Linked DNA regions of Columba livia: region 1 is linked to region 2. Evidence: chromatin contacts called from public Hi-C data. All regions are on one chromosome and are shown on one strand. The core of a region is the stretch at or near the end of the contact, and the rest is flanking DNA. Distances in the headings are between cores, read along the strand shown.

Evidence for each region. A called contact is a pair of places that touch in the nucleus more often than the background predicts.
Region 1: a contact with region 2 is called in a Hi-C map of crop, with 3 times the contacts expected there. The contact joins the promoter of TEX2 here to the enhancer-like site in region 2. A contact is called at or near these places in 2 of 2 Hi-C or Micro-C datasets (crop and liver).

What each region holds. Positions count from the first base shown.
Region 1 is chr18:10,507,861-10,512,463 of bColLiv1.pat.W.v2, reverse strand. It overlaps TEX2 (testis expressed 2), which reads left to right and starts at 3,322. Exons shown (of 12, transcript XM_065034115.1): 1 at 3,322-3,479.
Region 2 is chr18:10,469,714-10,474,314 of bColLiv1.pat.W.v2, reverse strand. TEX2 (testis expressed 2) reads left to right here. Exons shown (of 12, transcript XM_065034115.1): 9 at 2,657-2,779; 10 at 3,906-4,115; 11 at 4,321-4,441. Among named protein-coding and RNA genes, the nearest start is that of ERN1, 7.7 kb to the right of the region's middle. Within about 2 kb of position 3,089, at least 1 of the 3 cell types and tissues checked has an H3K27ac peak away from gene starts, as active enhancers do.

The sequences.
Region 1 (4,603 bases), core at 2,073-4,572, 38 kb before region 2:
CTTCTCCACCATGTGCAGATCAAATTTCAGGCTTTTAGAGTTTTGTGCATTTGCCAGGTACACTGAAATACAGATACCAGCTCTTGCAACCTTCGTGTGACTTTGGCAGCGTGCACGTGGCTGTTCTGTGCGGCACACGGTCTCAGCTCTTCCCCAGAGATGGATGGCACCGCTGCTCTAGGTAAGCACCTGCCATTTTCCCAGTCTGGATTCAGTGTTGGGAGATTGGTCTGTGTGAGAAGCATCATGAAGGTTTTGGACGCCTGAGAGAAATCAGTGTGAATTCACAGCATTCAAACTATTTGACCTGGGCTGCACTGTCAGTACATTCCCTGGGAACAGGTCTACCTCTGGGGGTCACCTTGGCAGCACGGTTTAGCTCTGCAGGCCCTGCTGACCTTGTTTTAGCTTGTTCTGTGAATCCACTTGACCTCTTGGCAGCCACGAGAGAGGCCCGTGCTCTTGCCCTTCTACCAGAACATCAGCCCACAGGGAGACAGGTGGAGGTTGGAACCTCCTCTGTCTCTGGAAATGTGTCTTCTCTGAGCGTGTACAAGGACCTGATGTGAGGAGAGGTATAGAGCTGCGTCTCTGCAGATACGTGGCAATCTAGAAACCTTTAATAAATTAGAAAAAAAATATATATATAGAGAGAGAGGGAGATCACAGGACAAATGAGAAGATCTATCCTCAGCTCAGCTTTAAAAAAGAAGCAGCAATACAAAGCCAAACAAAAACACACAAAGAAGCAACCAACCACAAAATACTGTGCTTTAGCACAGGAAGCAACAAGAGCTCAGAGCTTGTGCAGGTCCCTGGGGGGTTTCAGAGCAGGGCTGGAGCTGCGCGCGGAGGGCCGGCTGGGCAGGCTCTGCAGGGACAATATGACCTGAGATCAGTGGGTGGGGAGCAGTGGAGGACGAGATGGGCAGATTTGCGACTTACAGAGTGCAGGTCCAAAGACAACAGTGAAGCCATCGGGCAGGAGAAGAACTGGGAGGTGCTGAGGACGCTATCGTTTCGGTGTTTCACAAGCAGAGACACGCTGCAGAAGGAGTGTGGCGTTAGGAACCTCAGACTGTCCTCTGTGCCCACAGGCAGAACCAGCGGAAGCTCACCGGGAAGCCTCGGCCTCTTGAGTTCTTGTTGGGTTGCTGTACGCACTGAGCGGGCAGGGGATCTTCTTTGTTTTTGCCACGCTAAGCCTCTTTCCATCGTGTTTAATATCATACAGATAACAAACAAAATAACAGCCAGATAACAAACGCACGTATGCCAAGATTCATGTGTTCAGGCACAGCTGCTGCCTCAATTATTTTAAGGCTTCTCAGCAGCAAATTGCAAGCAGGCCTGTCCGGCAGTTCTTGGGTCTTCCCCAGGAGATCAGACAGCAATGAGAGGTTTGTGAAAACCATGTGGAAACCCAAATCTCATGTAATGTTCTTTTCTCACAGAAGTACAAGCTTTAAACTGTCCTGAGCTATGAAATTCTGATGGGGGCATTACAGAGAAATGAACTGAGCCTCGCAGTGGCTCGGGAGAGAAATATTACTTCTTATTTTACAGCCTGCTCAAGAACTGCTTTTAAAAGGCATTTAAATTTCTTCCTCACATATTCCAAAAGATTAAAGTCATTTTTTTCAAAAGTAGCTCCTGATTATAGATTGCTACTTCTAGAACCTGCAGGCCTGTTGTTTCTCAGAGTTGCTGCATATTTATACGTAGGATACCGAAATATTAAAAATAAATAAGCAATACTTTATTCTCTTGTCTTGCAGGATGGGTGGAAGATAAATTATCCAACAAAAGGATTTACTCTTGCAGCACCGAATGTTTCAGAACTTCAAAGACTCTTCCTTTTTCTTTCTTCCATCTGGTTGGGACTTGCCTTTAGAAGAGGATTCCCAAGAGGCCATAACACCATGAAGCTCAGAGGCAGGTAAGTGGCCAGACACAGCTTGTGCCTGGCTTTTCCTAGTGGGCAGATCCAGCCTTTGCTCAACACGTGTCACGCTATGGGAGAAGCCTCTGCCGAGCACCTGAGTTCAGGTGCAAAAATATTTATCTTGAGGCCAAGTCTTGTAGGCCATATGTTGCCCAGGTTAGGTGCGAATAGTGGGCAGGAAGAGCTTCAGAAATTCTAGCAAATTGTTTATAGTTTAGCATAGCTAAAACAAACCCATCAGTCACAGTTTTAGCCATAGTCTTTGTTTGTGCGGGAAAAACCTGTTGTAAAAACAACCAACCAACCAACTGTTATCTTTAGACTTTGGACATGCTAACACGAGCTGTATATAATGACTCAAAGGTCTGCCTATATAGTGACAGCTATGAAACGAAACCTATCCCAGATGATGGAATATACTTGTATGTATATTTAAAACACAACATTGTCGTTTTAATTAAAAAAAAGGGTCTGCAGAATAGAAGCAATCCAGCGATAATCACACAATGCAGTCTTGCCCCGCTCTTAGGGTAGCTAAGGCCAACATCAATCTGAGCCGGTGTAGATGTTGTAATCTCATTATTAACTGCCTTCAGAAGCAAGAGCAATTAAGTGAAGGGTAAAAGCAGTGGTAACGCTGTGATTTATTGCATGAGACCATTTTTGGGAAAACAACCTTTTGACAGGGAGAATTTTTTTCCTCAGTCTGCTTCAAATTGGGAAATACGAAAAGCAAATAAAACAACCTCTGACATGGTATGTTTGGTAGGATAACTGCCTAGTTGTTTGGGTAACGTAATTTTTGGCCGTTTGTATAACTCCTTGACACCAAACAGCTTTGTCTGCTTGCATACCCATTTCCTGCAGGCAGCAGCTCCTTCTATGAAATGATTTAGTCGGAGATGCCAGGAGTAAACATTCACCTGCAATACCTATGCATGAGTTCATAAGAAAAACCCCAAGCAAACAGTGTTTTCCTGGAACTGGCTGCTTATAGATGCGGTCAATGCAAAAATGAAGAATTGGGAGGTTTAACACCAGCGCTGGCGGCAGAGAACGGCCCGCGATGTCAATGGCCTCACAAACCCGGGCCACTTGTTTTTCATGGACGTTTTCCAAGTGACCGGGAAAGGCCACAATTTCACAGCCCCTGTGTTGGCCATTTACTGTTTCCCGGAGCGGCTCCTCGTTTGGGGAGGCGCTTCCTCGTGCCACCTCTGACCGGCTGCCTCAAACTTCGGCAGCGTGCTGCCCGCCGGAGCCACCACCCGAGTCCCCCCCCCGGGGCGACCCCCGGCCCGGCCGCCCCTTCCCCTCGCAGCGCCGCAGCCCCGCCGGCCGCCCCCGCCCCGCCCCGCCCCTCCGGCCGGCGCTGCGGCGGCTCGGGCAGGCCCGGCCCACCGCGGGGCCCGGATTGGCGGCGCCGGGCAGCGCGGCCGCCTCCCCTCCTGCTGCCGCCGCCCGGCGCGGCGCTGGTGGCGCGGGCCGGGGGACGCCGGGGCCGCGCCGGGCAGTGCCATGAGCCGCGGATAAGGTAGGCGAGGGCAGGGCGGGCTGCGCCGCTCCGCCTGGGCCCGCTCCGGGCAGACCGCGCGCTCCCCGCCGCACCCGCCGGGGCGGGAAGCGCCGCCGCAGCAGCGCCCGGCGTGAGGCGCGGGAGCCCGGCGGGCTCCGCCGGTGTGCGCGGGGCTGGGGGCAGGAGGGAAGGAAGGGGCGTCCGGCGGCCGAGGGAGGCGGGCCGGGCCTAGAGCGGGCCGGGAGGCGGCTCCTGGGGAGCGGCCGGGCCCGGGCAGGGGCTGATGGCGGCCGTGAGGGGCCGGCGGGCGCTGCTGTCGGGCCGGCCGCGGGGAGCCCGGGGGGTCGGGTCGGTCCTGGGGCTGCCTCTGGGTGAGCCGTGCTGGGCCGGGCCGGCCGGGGCTGGGCGAGGGGTTATTTTTGGGCACGGTCGGCGCGATGGAGTGAACGTCCCCTTTCCCTCAGTGTAACTGAGGTGACGGTTTGGCTGAGGAAGGGTTTGCAGTTTGGCAGGAGCTCTGCTGAACTACGAGTGGTACCTTAAAAACAAGCAACAGAGGAAACAGCGGTAACGTTTTTCTTTCTGGAACTGGGGGAGGGTTTCTAGTTGGCTTTTAGTATCAAAAGCGAGAGATTTTCAGTCTCCTAGAATTGTTTCCTTCTCTCTTGTCCTATGTGCCCGTTCTTTAGTTTCTGCCTCTCTTTTAATTCTCAGTATCATTTGTATTTTATCTCACTGCTGCAGTTCAGTGTCTAAATCCATTTACATCTCCTCAGCATGTGCTAAAGTTCCTTCCAAATGTCTGTGCTCAACTTCTTGATGATTTGTATCTGTCAGCAAATGTCTTAAGGAACTCCAGTCCGTAATTTAGGAGAGTTAAGTTTACAGCCGAGTTTAAATTGAACTTCTGTACGTAACTTCGATATTGCAACTGTAAGATAAATTGGTGTAAGACTTCAGTGCTGTAAGATTATCTTCTGTTAAGATGCTTTGTCATACTCCTCTGTCTTCACACAACTCCTCTTTCAAGATGATCTTGCCTGCAGAACTCGAGGAAAAACAAGGCAGGCTCACAGTCTCAGGGGCGTATTTTTTTACAGAAGATGTATCTTTTTTAAAAATAACTTCATATTCCTTAGCTC
Region 2 (4,601 bases), core at 1,840-4,339:
TGTGTTAATTTCACTGGGTTTTTTAATTATCAGTTAACAATTGCTGTGACAAATCAAACCATTCTGCATGCGGTCGCATCCACAATCGAATTGTCTGTAAGTGGTGCATGGTGGTTGCTTATGGTAATTTTTATCCCTCAAGAGCCTGGAACAAACAGCTTCTTGAGAAGCTGTAGCCACAAACTCATGTAAGAAAAGCATCTACTCATCCAGCAAGAGGAGGGTGGGGAAACCAGCCCTGAGTTTTAACCGTTCCTGTTCTGTGCAAACCGAGACAAACGGTTCAGTGTTTCAGTCCATTCTGCTGTTCTGCTGTGTTACTATTTGAAATAAAAATGAGGTGTGCTGTTAGACAGCTTGATAATGCTCTTGTGTCTGCTCTCAGGAAAATGCAGCTCTCAAAAAGGGCAGAAAATAATTTAATTGCCAGTTTTGTAAAATAAAAAGCAGTAGCAGGTTCTGCCATACTGGAGATTAGGCAAATGCAGACAGGCTAACCCAAAGTTTTCGCGGTTTCTTACCCCTTTTTGCTGTGTTGTGCCAAACAAATTGACAAACGGCAATTCATAAAATACTGTTCAATCTGCTCAGGAACAATACTGTAGCTACAGAGTGTTTTTCTGCCAATGTTTGTGCCGTATAAATGGTCCATTGTATGCAGAGATCCCCTGAAATCGCACTCAAGCTTATTTATCGTTGCTTTGTGTAATGGGAGGAAGTCTCGTGGCCTGAGCCAGAGGGTGCTGGTGGAGGCACTTCGGAGGGCCCCGACACATTGGCGAATAAAACACCGTCTTGTAAGAAGGTGACACCTTTGAGAGCCTCGAAAACGCACTGGAGATGCTTTGAACTGGGTGATACGCGCAGGAAAGTGAAGTGGGGTCACAGCCAGGCAGAAAATATGGAGTTTGAATCTGACCTAAAAACCTGAACTTGTCTCTGAGAAACGGCCCCAGCGTTGCTGTTCTGGACCAGTGACATGAACCATGTCCCCGAGTCCTCCGGGAGGAGGTTTGGTTTGCTGTGCCATTTCACTCCTCCGCAGGTACAAAGTGCATCTCTGGGTAAGAAGAAGAGGTTTATGATTCTGATTTTATAGCCTGGGTAGCAAACTCTTCGGCGTGGAGAGGCCGTGGCGCCGTGTCCGGGAGCTGTACTCACCTCTCATCTCACCTTAGGGCTTTGTGCAGCAACTACCAGTCTGCTCTGCGTACGGAAGAGCAGACAGCAGCCTCAGCCCGTGCCCTCGGGGAGGTTATTCCGTGCTTCAAATACATTTCCAAGAACACCCGCACAGAAAAAGCAAGAAAACACAGCTATAAACTGTATTCTGAAGAAGTTGTAGAATATTGTAGTCCCTAGAGCTAAACCCATGTGCTTTTGAGGCTTTTGTATAACCATTTCAAGCTCTTGCATTGGGTAAAGATTTGTTAGTAATGAAGTATATTCCCTGCATCCTTCCCTAATTTTAATCAGTTTAAAAGACTTGAATTTTTTCCTGTGTGTACATAAATTCTTCCATAGTTGGAGTCTAGGAATTAGTTACTACTGTGTGATATTTTGTACCCCAAGAGCAGCACTTGTTTGATTCTGTTACTTTATTATTTCCCCTCTTCTTCATTCTTCCCCTTATTCCCTCTTGGGTTCTTTTCAGAAAACGAAACAAAACGTTAAATCCTGTAAACATCATTTGCTGTGTAGCTTAAAAATTCACAAGCCCGGAGGTCAATTTCCCTATAAATATAGTAGCAAAAGGAGTATTTCCAACAAAGATACTAAAGGGAGATTATAGCCTCAATTTGTACGGGACAAAAGTATCTCTGCAAAACATCTAAGAAATATTACTTCCCAGGGTTATGTTAGATGAGTTGCGTTAATAGAATTGCCTTTTTTCTACTCAAAATTGGTAAGTGATGACACACAGGCTGAGGTGAGTCATGAGTCTGATACAAGGTCGCTCTGCCAGTGCGATCCTTGTGTTTCCTTTGGGAGGCAGGTGAGCAAGATCTGCTTCTCTTGCGCTTTGCACACGTTGCCATTGCTGGAGATACGTCCAAGCCGCAAAAATTGCAGGTGTGTGAGTAGACAAAATGGAATTTATTGACTTGGGTTAAAAGTGCTGTGAAGATAAGGTATATACGTTAGCACTTGAGTTAATGTCTCCGAGGGATTCCGGGATTCAGTCGGTACATGATGTTTAAATTCGAGTCTTGTGTTTGCTTTTAGTACAAGACAGAATCGTATGTTCTCACCTTTCAGTTTAAAATCGTGTTATTGTCAGTGTGTTAAGAACAAACAAAATTTGTCCAGCCGACGTACTGCTCAACTTTCATGGGAAGCCGCAAGCAGCAACAGAGGTGTTTTCAAATGTGTTTCAATTAATCTTCACATTTGATTTGAGTATGTAGAATAGTCGTTCCCCTGCCATCCCCTTCTGCGCAGGATTAGTTCCACTGGAGAAAACAAACGTTGTGTTTTGAAGCTAGTTCTGGCAGACTGGCTTCAGTTCTGTTATTTTAGATGGAGTTTATAAAAAAAAAGTGAAGGGGACATTTCAGAGTTTCCACTAGAAATACACGTAGTGTCAGCCAAAGCTGTACATGATGAATAGCTATTTAAGAATATTACATTTGACCTGGAAATCGCATTGTTTCAGTTTCAGGCCAAGGGCGTATTGTCTTGCAGACAGCGATGAGGAATCCTCCAGCGCTGGGTCTTCGGAAGAGGATGATGCTGCCGAACTGGCGGGAGAGAAGCAGGTGACTCCAGGAGCAGAAGGGTGAGCTGTGTGCCGTCTTGGTTAATCCTTCCCTCCCAAGCTCCAGACTTGGTGTAACCAATACCTTGGTCTGGCCCCGTCGTGCTCATTGTTGCTGTGTGAGTATATCCAAGCAATTAAGCAAACACAAGTCACCCATTTCTAGAGCAAAGAGCAGCAATCAGGCGGTGAGTACAGATGGAAGGAAGCTGCTCTGCAGTGCTTTCCTGTGCTGGGAGCATCGTCCACGGTGACCTGTACAGCGCTCCCTTTGACATCCCGATGGGGTTATAGAGAAAGCAGAGTCTTTGGGGCACAGAACCTGTGGGACTGTCCCCAGCGTTTTGCCTGAGCCAAGAGCAGGATTTTGTGTGTGAACTTTGAAACGCTCTGTTCATATACAGCATTATACCCACGCTGATCCTGCTGATCCCGTATTTCCAGTGTGTTTTTTTTCTCTAAGAACACAACTGTTACTCAATCCCAGCTTCTTGCTCAGGGTTTTGTGGTTTGTTGTGCTTTTGTTATTCCCCTGGAAGGCTTTGCGTGTCTCGCTGTGCAATACTGCCCTCCCGTGCCCTGCAAGAGTTTGAAAGAGAATTCCCAGCATCAGTTTTGCCACGTCATTCCTTGGTTTGGCTGCTGCCCTGATTGTTTTATTTTGCTTTATACATCTGATTGAAACAATGTCTTGCAATGAGCAATCTGTAGTAACACTGAAATGTCTCGGACAATAATGTTTCCTATGTCTGAACACATCTCAGTGATTTTTACAGGGAGTATACCAAAAGGCTCCATGACATATTGAAAATACTCATTGGAGTCTCCTCAGAGTTTTATTCCCAAAAGCTTTTGAAATCTGTGTGATGAGTTGTTGGAATTATTCCAATGGATGTGTTTTTCCATCTTTAAAAAATACAATGATCATATAAAGAACCCTTAAAGAGAACAAAGGATTTTTAAATACAATACTGAATTTCCTTACACCTCTCAAAAATCTGCATTACTGTCCTATAGAATCTTATGAGTAACTGCTGTTTAGAATTTTTATATCAAAAAGTATAATGATTTAATAGGAAATCCATGGGTGTCTTAGCAAGGTTCAAGGTAATTACCTTCATGTACTCTTTCTATTCTCCATCTAAAGGTATGTTGGAGGACATCGGACAAGTAAGATCATGAGAATCGTGGATAAAATTACTAAGTCAAAATACTTTCAGAAAGCAACAGAGACTGAATTTATTAAGAAGAAAATTGAAGAGGTGTCCAATACTCCATTGCTGCTAACAGTTGAAGTACAAGAGTGCCGAGGAACACTAGTAATTAACATTCCACCTCCACCTACTGACAGGATATGGTAAGGTGATGTTTCAGGTGTGTGTTGCCTAAGGAACTGCTGCTAAAAGGGGTTAAACCCCCCTTTTTGAAAGGGATTCTGGAAGAGATGCAATACAAACTAGTTGTAAATGAGATGAGAACTGTTATTAAGAGAACACTGGCAGTTCACACATAATAAAATCTGTTCTGTTCATAATAAAACCTGCTGTGTCTGCTCTCCTAAGGTACGGCTTTCGGAGACCTCCCTACCTGGAGTTAAAAGCTCGGCCAAAACTTGGTGAGAGAGAAGTGACTCTGGTCCATGTGACTGACTGGATAGAGAGGAAACTGGAACAAGAGTTTCAGGTGTGTTTCCGTTACGTTTTCATTTCCTTAATTGTAGTATTAACCAATTAGAGTGGTGGGGTTTTTAATTTTGTATGTCCCCTGTTTCATTCAAGACTAGTTGGTGTCCTCCACCGCTCTGGTCAGTGGAAAGAAAGGCTGTTAGGAATTCAGCTCAAAC